Linked DNA regions of Oryctolagus cuniculus: region 1 is linked to region 2. A link is a contact called in public Hi-C data. All regions are on one chromosome and are shown on one strand. The core of a region is the stretch at or near the end of the contact, and the rest is flanking DNA. Distances in the headings are between cores, read along the strand shown. Region 1 holds the start of SCAI (suppressor of cancer cell invasion). Region 2 overlaps SCAI (suppressor of cancer cell invasion).

What was found. Hi-C and Micro-C count contacts between places; a contact is called where the count stands out from the background.
Region 1: a Hi-C map of an unstated tissue shows a contact between it and region 2, with 2.0 times the contacts expected there. The contact joins the promoter of SCAI here to the enhancer-like site in region 2. A contact is called at or near these places in 2 of 6 Hi-C or Micro-C datasets (ear pinna and an unstated tissue).

What each region holds. Positions count from the first base shown.
Region 1 is chr1:228,963,018-228,969,566 of mOryCun1.1, forward strand. It overlaps SCAI (suppressor of cancer cell invasion), which reads right to left and starts at 1,362. Exons shown (of 16, transcript XM_070056861.1): 1 at 1,167-1,362; 2 at 564-608. The coding sequence starts at 1,219. PPP6C (protein phosphatase 6 catalytic subunit) reads right to left here. Exons shown (of 7, transcript XM_002720442.5): 7 at 5,398-6,549.
Region 2 is chr1:228,875,895-228,882,443 of mOryCun1.1, forward strand. It overlaps SCAI (suppressor of cancer cell invasion), which reads right to left. Exons shown (of 16, transcript XM_070056861.1): 3 at 6,177-6,308. Among named protein-coding and RNA genes, the nearest start is that of GOLGA1, 82 kb to the left of the region's middle. Within about 2 kb of position 1,712, at least 1 of the 8 cell types and tissues checked has an H3K27ac peak or open chromatin away from gene starts, as enhancers often do.

The sequences.
Region 1 (6,549 bases), core at 112-2,611, 87 kb after region 2:
GAAAATTTTTTCAGAATACGCTATATGATATATGATCTTGGCTTTTTAATTTTTTTTCATTTTTATTTAGGCAGAAGGCTGGGAGAAAGAGAGATCATTCCAATGCCTGCAACAGCCAGAGCTGGGCCAGGACAAAGCCCTTAAGTCTGGGTCTCTCACATGGGTGCCGAGGACACACACTCTGTAGCCATCCCCCGCTGCCTCCCAGGCTGTGCAATCGCAGGTGGCTGGAGCGGAAGCAGAACCAGGACTCAAACCCATGCACTCTGACAAGGGGGTGTGGATGTCTTCACTGTATGCCAAACACCTGTCCCAGAAGTTGAAATTATGACTAAAGTAAAAAAAATAAATAAAAATAGGATTTCTCAATTCTCCATGTTTCCCACCTTATTCTAGGCAGGAAAAAAAAGTGTAGAGGCAGCAATTTTAAGTCCTCAAAAGAAAAACCTTGCGGGCCAAATAGAAAACTTCATCCACTGACTGTGCAAGCATGCAGGACGGCACAGGTGCGGCCAAGCGACCAGGGACACACGAAGCCACAGAGGAAGGCGCTCTCGCCTTACCTGCTTTTCCGTTTCCGAGGTGGTTTCTCCACTGTGCCAGTCAGTCTACAGAGCAAACAAATAAGACGGTAACTCCAACTCCCGTCCAAGAGCCGAGCTGGGCCCTGCACCCGCCGGGACCCGACCCGACGAACGCCCCGTCCCCCCAGCGCCCGCGCAGCCTCCGGGTCCGTCACCCCATCCCCAGCCTCTGTTCGTCACAGCCCAGCTCCCCCAAACCAGCCGCCTCCACCGCCTCATTGTCTGCCGCGTCACCCCCGCAATCCCCCCAGCCTCCGCTCTCCCGCGCCCACCCCCTCCCGCCCGTGCACGGCCCCTCCGGGCCCCGCCCCTCCAGGCCCCGCGCCCCCCGCATTCCACGGCCCCTCCGCGGGGCGCGCGCCCTGCCCTTCCCGGCCCCGCGCCACCAGCCGCAGCTCTCGGCGCCCGTTCCTCCGCACGCCCCTCGCCCGGCCTCCAGGATGCGATCGCCGCTCAGCCCGCGCCCCCGGCCCTCGGCGCCCCCAGCCCTCCGGTGTCGGCGCCCCGAGTCGCTGCCCCTGGGCCCGCGCCCTCGCCCCCGCCCGATCCCCAACCCCGGCCTCCGCCCGGCTCCCGCCCCACCTTGGGGCCAGGCGACTCCGCGGCTGCTGGGGCTGCCGGGCTCCTCTGACCATCCGGCTCCGGCTCCGCCGCGGGAGATGCTCCGGCGGCCGCAGGGCTCGCTCGGCAAGCTGAGGCGGCGGAGGCTGGAGTAGGCGGAGAGGCGGGAGGAGGGCCTCGCGCCTCTGCCAGACTTGCCGCAGGGCCCGCCTCCTCCGCGCCTCTCCTCGGCTCCCATTGGCTGGGGCTTTAGTGTGGCCGAAAGCCTCGCAGCCGATTGGGCGCTAGAGCTGTCACATTCCGCGCCGCCTACCCACAGGTTTGGTTGAGACTGCAGGTGGCAGCAGAGGTGCCTTAGAGGCTGCTAGCGGGACCGGAGAAGACCTGAGCGCCACCGTGCGCCGGAAAGTAGGATCTGCAAGTCTGGCGCAAAACACCTGCCCGCAGGTTCTTTGGGGGGCTCTGCGTCATTCATCCCACACACCTGCTAGCGCCTCCCACCTCTGCACCACGCCAGGACCAAAAGTCAAGCAATGCAGTTTCCAAAAATTCCTCTGACAGGTGCGACAGTGAGGCACTTCTCCCAAACGAGCTTTCTTTTTGAACCACCTCAAATGCGGTCTCTTGTCTCTACAGCTTGCTGAAATGGTCTCGCAGCTCACAGCTAACCCTCATAGAAGATTCAGACATAAAGCTGTAAGAATCCACCAAAATAAAGCAGTTTGGATGCTCAGTCCTCCGCAGGAGAGATCCCCAGTTTGGGTGCAGGCTTTGAAGAATGCAAGATTTTTTTTTTTTTTAAATCATCATGAATTAAAAATCAACACTGCAAACAGAATTGATGCCATAATTAAAAGCAACATGTCTCATTTTGGAAGGCCAAAACAAAATTGATGCCTGGGTGTGTGCTAACCATCCTGTGACACTACAGATAATGGTTAAGTTCTAGTTAATTTTAAAATAAATTTCATGCAAAATTACCAATACATAAGCACAGTACTAGCTACCTTTTTCTACTTTAACAAGGCTAGCCTTGTAAGTATAAGGCACAGCTAAGATATCAGCAAATTCTCTAAGGTGGTGAAGCCTCTCAACAGCCCTATTCCTGAATACGGTTTTTCATTGGTAGGTTCTCATCATCTATTTGGGTCTGGGAGGCAGCCTGAGTTTCTCCTAAGACATTACCATTAGAAAATATTTTTTCTGATGTGAATGCCTAGAATACACATCAACAGCCAAGGGATAAATCTTTCATATATCCATAAATGGCAAAAAATTAGGATATTTTTCCACAAAAAGGCTGCCCTTTATTTGAGATGGTTATTTTTGTGTCTGATAGTAACATGGCCTTCCTCTTACAAATACTGATGGCAAACTGTGCTGGGACCACTTACACAGCTTTGATAAGGAAAAATGTTGCTGAATCTCCATTGGTCCCCCAAATTAATTTTATGACACTGTTTGCTTCAACCCCCACCCCAAACAAGTGTTTCTACCTATATTATCAAGCCACAGAGAGAGAAGTCCAGGATAATTTGTCAACCAATGGGGAGGCTCGTAAGATATTAAAATTCTCTGCCTGCTCTTCAACATCTTCTGTCATTGGCCAACTCTCCGAAGCTATTCGTCCTCCCACTGAATACCCTCAAGTGTTATCCTCGTGATGTGTCCAAGTTCTGGTAACCTCTGCTTCTGTGTTCTTACTCTGTAAGATACATACAACCCATTATTCCAGCCCATATTAAATTTACACTCCCTCTTTTTAATCCTCCCCAGTTATCCCATCTCCCATTTAACATTTCCTTCCACAATGAATTGTAATTTAAAAAGCTGCAAGACGGACAGCTGCTTGGCAAGTTGAAGATGCCAATTGGGACTACACTCCATATCAGAGTGCGTAGGTATGAGTCCTGCCTCTGCTTCTAACTCCACCGTCCTGCTTACACACAGCTTGGGAGCAACCAGTACTGGCCCAAGTGTTTGGATCCCCACCACCCACAAGGGAGACTCAGACTGAGTTCTGGGGTCTCCTGGCTTTGGCCTGGTTCAACCTCTGGCTGTTGCCTTCATTTGGGAAGTGAAACAGTACAATCTCTCTCTGCCTTCCCAATAAATTTTTAAAATTTTGTTCCCAATTAAGTTTAAAAATTAAAAAAACCACAATATAGTAGCAATTACATATTATCTCGGATTATTACTTCCTAACTACACTGAAGCAGCAAATGTTGCATGAGCATGAACACTCAATAAACGGCAGCTTTGGGTCAGGAACTGAGCTCTTTGTGTGTGGAAACAAGATTCAGAGAACCCAGCTTGCTCAGGATCACAGAACTACAGTAACCAAGACAACTTAAGATAGCAATAGTTTACAATGTACTCTGGTGTGCCCTACAGGGTTCAAATTCCAGCTCCCCTGTGCAACCTGGAGCTAGTTACCTAGCATCTCTAAGCCTGTTTTCTTACTTGGGGTTAAAAAAAAAAAAAAAAAAAAAAAAAAAAAAAAAAGATATTCACATGTCCACAGAAAGGATATCACAAAATAGGGCATATGTGGCAATGGCCAAATGCACTCTGCACAGGTTAGCTGCTACTGCTGCAGGGCACAGCTGTTTGCCTTGTTTTGCTTTTTAAACTCGATCTGGCTGTATTCTTTCCACTATTCCATGCTTTCTGCAGTCTTGTATACCCCTTCCCATTTACAGACAACAGCAAAGTGCTGAAAATCAAAGTGCTACCCAGGGAATGAATGGAATACTTACATGGATAATTTGGCTGACATACACAAAATCTTCTATAAATGTCATACATTTTTGAACTAAGAAAACACTGGAGAGATCCATGCCAGCCTAAGTTTTCTCTCACAAAGGAAAAAGGCATAAATTCACCAACTGATCAGAAAATAGAAAACAGGAGCACGAGGAGCCAACCTTCCTCAGAAATCGAGTGTGCATCGGGTTCAAGTCCCAGCTGCTCTGCTGCCTATCCAGGCTCCTGGTGCGACCTGGCAGATGGAAGATCTCTCTTTGTCTCTGTCTCTCCTTTTCTCTAACTCTTCCTTTGGAATAAAATCTTAAAAAAAAAAAAAAAAAATTCTGGGGCTGGCAAGGTGGTGTACATCCCATATGGGCACTGGTTCGTGTCCTGGCTGTTCCTCTTCGATCCCAGCTCTCTGCTAATGACCTGGGAAAGCAGTGGAAGATGGCCCAAGCGCTTGGGCCCCTGCATCCGCATAGGAGACACAGAGAAACTGCTGACTTTGCATCAGCTCAGCTCCAGCCATTGCAGCCATTTGGGGAGTGAACCAGCAGATGGAAGATCCTTCTCTCCCTCTGTCTATAACTCTGCTCTCAAATAAATAAATAAAATCTTTTTGTAACAAACCCCGTGGGGCTGTCATCATGCTAGGGGTTCCCAATGTTTGGTTTTGCTGTTGTCCATGGCAGACTGTAAACACACAACTGAAAGAGCTGTGGTGACCTCCTGGAGCACAGCCCTGGGCACTACGTTCAGGCCACGATAAATCCCACCTTTCAGGAACTGGAACACAGCTCAGAGTCTAATGCAGAATGGAAAAAAGTTTCACTTTTGTTTACCAGTCAAGCAACCAAGTAAAGGAAGAAGCATTTTTTAATTTAAATGATGTTATATAAAATGCTAACTTCTTGTCAGGACATACTACAGACTATGCATTGGATGAAATTATTTTTTGACAAACTTCCTATAATCTTTTTATTAATTTACACTGAGGGAAGATAGCACCTTTCATCCAAAGAACTGAAGGTGCTTTACAAACATTACATTTAAAAAACAATTACATTTAAAAGTCTGGATTCTTGCTGTTAAAGCTCTGACTCCTGGAAGCTGACGGAAAACAGTTGTATTTCTGACAACGAATGAGGCTCAGACAGAGTCCTGATTTGCTTTTAAGATACAGGCATTTTCCAAAACCTGGTGCTGGGCTTACAAAGCAAAAACACACACATCGTAACACAGCGAACAGTGTTTCAAACCTTATTTCAAAAGCGAAATCCAGAGTTTAAGATGTCAGAATCTCCCAACAGTTCTAGACATCCAGACGGAATAGGAGCTGAAGTACAGTTGCATATGAGGTGTACTCTCGATCCAGGCTTGTTAGGATCACACTCAAAGGAACACATTTCAGGTAGTGAGATTTTTCAGGGAAACACATTAACCTACAAAAAGCTAGCCACGAGAGGAAAGGAAGCAAATGGCAATTCAACGTAGACAGTTCTCACTAGAGCCTAGGACACTTTATTTAGAAACCAAGTATATCATCATAGGCAAATAAAAATAGTTCTTACCCCCATTAATACAACATAAGGGATTTTACATTCAGACTAGATATAGGGAGTAACAGGCCCTCCTGCCTCCAAATCCACCACCTGCAAGTTTCTTCCACCACATGATTGCTCCATATGGTACATAGCCCTTATTTATCAGAGGGGTCCAAATATTCCTTTCAGTCTTCACAAAGTCCAAGACATTCACTCTTTCTTCCCTTTACATGTCTAGTAGTAAAAACTATTTTCTCCATGCAAAAAGCCATTATTCGGTTGAAGAGATACCAGGCAAAACAGAAATGGCAGATCAGGAATGGACAGAATATTATTGGCACATGCCCAACTAGTGACAGACAAATGCAGTACGCCATGACCTACAAATAAAAGTCACATTACAGGGATAATGAAAACAACTACATCAAATTCAGCTAAGGGGTGTCAAACGGGAAGGGAAGGCTGAGGGTTACCGATTTTATTGGTACAACTGAAAAGCAGTGGAACGCAAGAACTTAAATACAAGTTATGGTTAACAGGGGGCAAAAAAATACTGTAGAGAGCTGTTCAAAGACCACACCAAGTTGTCTGCATCGTTATTTCCAGTGTTTCACAATTAGTAAAATACACAGCTACATATCCCTGTAAGATAAAAATAACTTTCCACCTGAATTACACTGGAGTCAGAGCAGTAACACATTAGTGTTACTGGCCCAACATTAGTTCAAGTGTGTGCAGCAAATGTCTTAGCCACTTCTTTATATAGCTATACAATTAAAAACTGTACAAGGAGCTGAGTGGTTAGGGGAAAAAAATCAAATCAAAACAGTATTGTGCTCATTCAATAAAAGGAAACCCTGATGAAAAATTATGTGCCAAGAAGCTTAGACTATAAAGATTTTTATTGCATTTTTAGGTGACCTGGAAGTTTTTATCCTGAAGGGGAAACGTTGGTTTTCAAAACCACCTGAACAGATGCTAAAGTGCTTTATTAATTGGCTGGCTTCACATGGATTTCCTGGAATGACAAGAATTAATTATTAGCAGTAAAGGGATACCACGTTTTCACAAAATGGTACATTCCAACATCATTTACGACTACAGTCATA
Region 2 (6,549 bases), core at 462-2,961:
GGTTAAACTACCACTTGCAGTTCCAGCATCGCATATGAGCACCAGTTCAAGTGCCAGCTGCTCCACTTCCAATGCATCTCCCTGTGAATGCACCTGGGAAGGCCTCAGAAGATGACCCCAGTGCTTGTCCCTGCCACCCACGTGGGAGGCCCGGAAGAAGCTCCTGGCTCCTTGCTGTGGCCTGGCCAAGCCCTGGCTGTAATAGTCATCTGGGCAGTGAACCAGTGGATGGAAGATATCTCTCTCTCTCTCTCTCTCTCTCTCTCTCTCTCTCCCTGTCTCTCTCCTCTTCCCCCCCGCCCCGTCCTGTAACTCTGCCTTTCAAATAAATAAATAAATAAATAAATCTTTTTAAAAAGTCTATTTGTCAGTGCTTTCCCAGACCTTGCAATCAAGGTTACTACTGCACCCTGGTGGCAGTCCACCTCAAATGCAAGCCCAGTTCCTCAGGTGTCAAGTTACACAGAATGAAAGCCAACATCCTCAGCTCTTATGCACAGGTTAGGATAGAACCTCTGAAATAACAAGCAGTTTACTGTCGCTGTTTTGCCTGTAGGAGAATATTAACTTGCTGAAGAGGGAGGATGAGAAGAAAGAGAAAGGGAAGAAAGAAAACAAAGGCTAAAGGAGGGCAAGAAAGGGACAGTGGGACAAATTGTTAATTTCTCAGTTACCATCTCCTATTTAGGAACAACTACATCCTAAAAATAGGTCTAGAGGAAGCACTGACTGGGGCCAGCCGCTGGCACAGTAGGTAAAGCCGCCACCTGCAGCACCGGCATTCCATGTGGGTGCCAATTTGTGTCTGGCTGCTTTTCTTGCGATCCAGTTCTGTTTGTGGCCTGGGAAAGTAGGGAGGATGGCCCAAGTCTCTGGGCCCCTGCACCCACCTACGTGGGAGACCTGGAAGAAACTCCTGGCTTCTGGCTTCATTCTGGCCCAGCTCTGGGTGTTGTGGCCATTTGAGGAATGAACCAGCCAGCAGATGGAAGATCTGTCTCTCCCTCTCTGTAACTCTGCCTTTCAAGTAAAATAAATAAACCTTCTTTTTAAAGGTTTATTTATTAATTTGAAAGGCAGAATTACATAGAGAAAGAAGGAGAGGCAGAGACAGAGAGAGAGGTCTTCCATCCACCAGTTCACTCCCCAACTGGCCACTGATTGGAAGCCAGGAGCTTCTTCTGGGTCTCCCACGTGGGTGCAGGGGCCCAAGGACTTGAGCCATCTTCTACTGCTTTCCCAGGCCACAGCAGAGAGCTGGATTGGAAGTGGAGCAGCCGAGACTAGAACCAGTGCCCATATGGGATGCTGGCACTGCAGGTGGTAGCTTTAGCTGCTATGCCACAGCGCTGGCCCCAATACGTCTTTAAAAAAAAAAGGGAAGCACTGATTTATGATTTTGATAGAAAAGACATTGATAATTTCTTCCTTAATTTGAGTATTACAACTATATTTAATAAAAACAATTTTTAAATTATTTTTACTTAAGACCCATCACGTGGTATGCTTTGGTGGAAATATTTAAATAGCACCCAAGGCTTGTTTTCATTCTGCATTTGCTCCTCTGGAGTCACGCAATTACTGACGTGAAAGCCTCTTCTTTTGCAAAGCATCCTGACTTAGGGATATCACTGACACACAGCTGTGTCTCCCAAATACAGGTCTTGAGACGCTGCCTTACATAATCCCAAGTATTCCATTCTTCTCTGGCAGTCTCAGTCACCATAGTAACCAGAATCCGGCAAGCACTTGAGCTTTTGATCATTTTCCGACGGTATTCAAAGCTTTTTCTAACAATATTCTCCCTTCATTACAGCTGTAGCTACACGTGAGCACTATTGTAAGCAAGACGCCATTCATTTTGTTCAGTTCTTACTCTCTGGGCTGTTCTCTTATACAGTAAACAGAAAGAAGAGCTAATCTGTCATGCATATATTGTGAGCAGGAATTTGCAGTCAAGAAAAATACTCCATTAAGCTGTTTGCAGTTGGGAAAATGAAAGCTCTGACAATTTTGATGAACAGCTTAATGTGAGGTGTAAAGACAGACCTCCAAGAGTGGAACGAGAATTTATTACAGCCCGGATGAAACATTAAGCAGATCCGAGCCTTTCATGCAGTGAGCTGCACAGTGCATTTTCTCACCCCGCTCATAAAGCGTTCAGGAGTCCGTGTGAGAGGGAACACAGGGGGGCTTCAGGGGTGCTGTGTTCCGTTTCTTTATCTGATATAGACCACGTGAGTGTGTTCAGTTTGTAAAAAATACACATCTGGCAGGTGCACATTTCTTCAGTATGTTATCTTAGGTAATAAGTTTGATATCCAGTGTATGAGATGAAGTGTGAACAAGAAACCACAAAGGAAAGCTAGCAGAATGAGGACTCTCAGTGAAAGGCACGTGTGCGAGGGTTGGGGAGGGGGGTTACACCCTTCCAGCTGGATCCCCACCCCACCCCCAGCACCCCCGGTGCTGCTCCAGACAAGCACCGTGATCTGGTTCTTATTCACACCAACACTGTGGGTTGGGGAGGCAGCAATAACAACCTCTCCTCTTAACTATTCCAAAAGCAACGCACAAAACCTGTGTCACTGCTTCAAAGTAGAGAGGTGTTTAATCCACAACCACCAGAGCTTTCCTTCAGGGAGAGAAGTGGGAGAGTAACGTCGAGAAGGGTGCCACACTCACCCCCCACCACCACCCAGGGGAGTTGTAACAAAGACCTAGTGGATCAAGGGGGCCCTTTCCAAGCAAAGTCTAAAATCGAACAAAGAATGTTTTCACTGATACAGCAACACAGAGAATACACACAGCCTCACGCAGTAAACACTGAGGGAAAAACCAGTCCCTTGGAAGAGAGAGGCCAACTTGGGCACTATGAGCAAGTGGTTCCCACTAAGGGGTATTACAGCACGGATGTAAGTGTGATACGAAATACTCACTATAGAGAGAATCATGTAATAAACAGTATTTTTGTAATTTGCTTTTTATTTCTCATTTAGTCAAATGCCACGGACAACTTTTCATTTCTACCTCTACCAAAATCTTTTAATAGTTCTTTGCTAGAAGTTCTAGTTATACAGGTATGGAGTCACATAGCATGATTAAAACAGAGACATCGGATTTTCTTTAAAGATGACAAGAATCAGGGGTGGGTTTCTGCTGCTGGTTAAGATGCCCTCATCCCACACAGGAGTGTCTGGGTTCCATTCCGGCTCCAGCTCTTGACCCCTGCTTCCCACCAACGTAGGGATGATGGCTCATGTAGCTGGGTTCCTGGCACCCACCTGGGAGACCCAGACTGAGTTCCTGTCCTTGGCCCAGCCCTGGCCATCACAGGCATTTCAGTGTTGAGTAAGCAGATGGGAGATCTGTCACTGTCTGTCTCTCTGCCTCTCAAATAGCTTTTTGAAAAATGAAAAGAATGACAGAGCCAAAGTACTGACCTCTCAGTAAACCACAGATCTATGTTATCCAACATAGTGTTCCCTAGCAACATCTATTTTTGGTTGTAGCTATTAGAAATAATTAAGGCATTAATTAATAAGTACAGGCATTTGGCATGGCAGTTAAGATGTTGATTAGGATGCACATATCTCATGTTGGAGTGCCTAGGTTCAAGTCCTGGCTCTGCTTCCTGCTAATGCACACTTTGGGAGGCAGCAAGTAATGGCTCAAGTAGTTAGGCCCCTGCCACCTGAATGGAGATCTGAGCTCCTGGTTTTGGTATGACCTGGCCCCGACTCTTGCAGACATTTGGGGAATGAACCAGAGGATGGTAAATCTGTGTGTCTCTCTGCTTTTCAAATAAAATAAATAAATAAATAAAATAAACATTTTTAAAAGGAATTAAGGCTTATTTAAATCGAAAAAAGGTCATTCATACAAAACAATGAAAATAAATCCTTGGTGAATTTCTTTCCCACTCTTCCAGGTGACAGGAAGATCATCAGATTTTAAAACAGCGTATGAAGAAGATCCTACTCTGCATTGGGAAGGAATCCCTGATTTCCAGGTAGATCATGATATCCGCAAGTTACACATAGGGATATTTCATTTTAATGAAGGAAGTATAACAGGTAAAAACATTAAATAATATGAAAAATGATACGTATTATAAAGAAAATTAAATGACTATAGGGATGAGAGACTGAAAGGGCAGCTTTAAGATAGGAAAGCCACTGAAAAGTCATTTGACAACTTTGTATCACCTTTTTAACTGGAAATATGTTTTTTAAAAGACAAATTTACTCCTTTAAAAGTAAACCTGGGGCCGGCGCCACGGCTCACTAGGCTAATCCTCCGCCTCGCGGCGCCAGCACACCGGGTTCTAGTCCAGGTCGGGGCGCCGGATTCTGTCCCGGTTGCCCCTCTTCCAGGCTAGCTCTCTGCTGTGGCCCGGGAAGGCAGTGGAGGATGGCCCAAGTGCTTGGGCCCTGCACCCCATAGGAGACCAGGAGAAGCACCTGGCTCCTGCCATCGGAACAGCGTGGTGTGCCGGCCGCGGCGGCCATTGGAGGGTGAACCAACGGCAAAGGAAGACCTTTCTCTCTGTCTCTCTCTCTCCCTGTCCACTCTGCCTGTAAAAAAAAAAAAAAAAAAAAAAAAAAGTAAACCTGGCCAGTACATTTCCACACCAAGGTATATAAAACACAATTATAAAAGATAAAAGAAGGGCTAGTGCTGTGGCATAGCAGGTAAAGCCGCTGCCTACAGTGCGGACATCCCATGTTGGGGCAGGTTCGAGTCCCAGCTGCTCCACTTCTGATCCAGCTGCCTGTTGATGCACCTGGGAAGGCAGTGGAGGATGGCCCGAGTGCCTGGGCCCTGTACCCCATGTGGGAGACCTGCAAGAAGCTCCTGCCTCCGGGCCAAGTATGGCACTGAGGTGCTCCCACGTGGAACGTGGGCATCCTAGCCGAATGCCCTCCCCCACCCTGAGCATTTTACCTATAGCAAGAATTTGTTCAGACTAGATCTAAGCTAAAGAAACTTTAGGTATGAAGTAGGTGAATATCCCAAGAATCTTAAGAACTAAAATAGAGGCTTAATTATTGAAATAAAAAATGGTGCAAAATTATTTACCCACCTCATACCAAGAAAATACAAAGACACATTTCGACAAAGACACACATGGGTTCAGCTCCCAGTCCGTTCAGGGTACACAGCACTAAACTACAAATATCACTGTCTACAACATTCCATCACTACTTTCATCAACAGGTATTTTATTCTGAAAACAGAAAGAACAAAAACACAAGTAAACAATGCAGAAAAATGCAACAGGAGCTGTACATCCAATAGCACAGCATTCCTAGGCTCCCAGGACCTCAGTGTCTTGAAGTGTAAAATCAGATGTCAATCAGGTGTGGTATGAGCAAGCACAGAAAATCACCTAACAAGAATACCCCTTTTCAACAGGAGTAAAGCAATGTAAGTTACCTTCCTTACAGTTTTCCTCTTAGAATAAAGAAATACTGTCAAGGAAAAGTAAACTGATCACTTCTAGTACAAGGGTACTTCAAAAACTCCATGGAACATGCAATTAAAAGATATAGTTTGGTGCAAAAAAATTGAAATCCATACAAGAGCTCTTCAATAAGTTCATGAAAATGTGTACTATGAAAAAAAAAACTATGCTTGGATTTTAAAAATGTCTTTGCACCAAAATAAACATCTTTTTTTTTTTTTAAAAATTTATTTATTTGAAAGTCAGAGTTACACACAGCAAGAAGGAGAGAGAGAGAAAGAGAGAAAGAGGTCTTCCATCTGCTGGTTCACTCCCCAATTGGCAGCAATGCTCACAGCTGCACCAATCTGAAGCCAGGAGCCAGGAGCTTCCTCTGGGTCTTCGCATGTGGGTGCAGGGGCCCAAGGACTTGGGCTATCTTCTACTGCTTTCCCAGGCCATAGCAGAGAGCTGGATTGAAAGTGGAGCAGCTGGGACTTGAATCAGCGCCCATATGGGATGCCAGCACTGGAGGCGGCAGCTTTACCCACTACACCACAGTGCCGGCCCCAATAAACATCTTTTAATTGCATTTTCTACAAGCTTTTGAAGTACCCTGTACAGATATTTATATAACATTCTATGTGTAGCTTTCAGAAATTTCCCGCACATCAGTTTGAAAAAGCATGCAAAACTAGAGAAAAGCTTAGAGCAGCCAGAGCCCACTGACCTTAAGCCATTGAACAGTTGCTTAGATTTATCCAGAAGGTAACAAAAATCCGTAACTGTCTTCCTCTCCCCCTGAGGGATGTCATCTTCAGCACCTCCAGAGGACATGATTTCTTTGAGAGCAAATTCAGTCCTGTAGGGAAACATGCATTTAGTTATCCTGCACTAAGAACCAAGAGAGAAACAGATTTTAGTTATGTCACCTGATAGCATTCAGAGAGATACAGAATTCTGATCACAACCAATTCATCAAAATAATTTAATTAAGATGGCTGTTGGAAAATAGATAATCTCATTTCATAGTGGGAGTGAAAATCAGCAAAACAATATTGGAAAAATAATTCTCATCATATTCTTTCTTTTTTTTATTTATT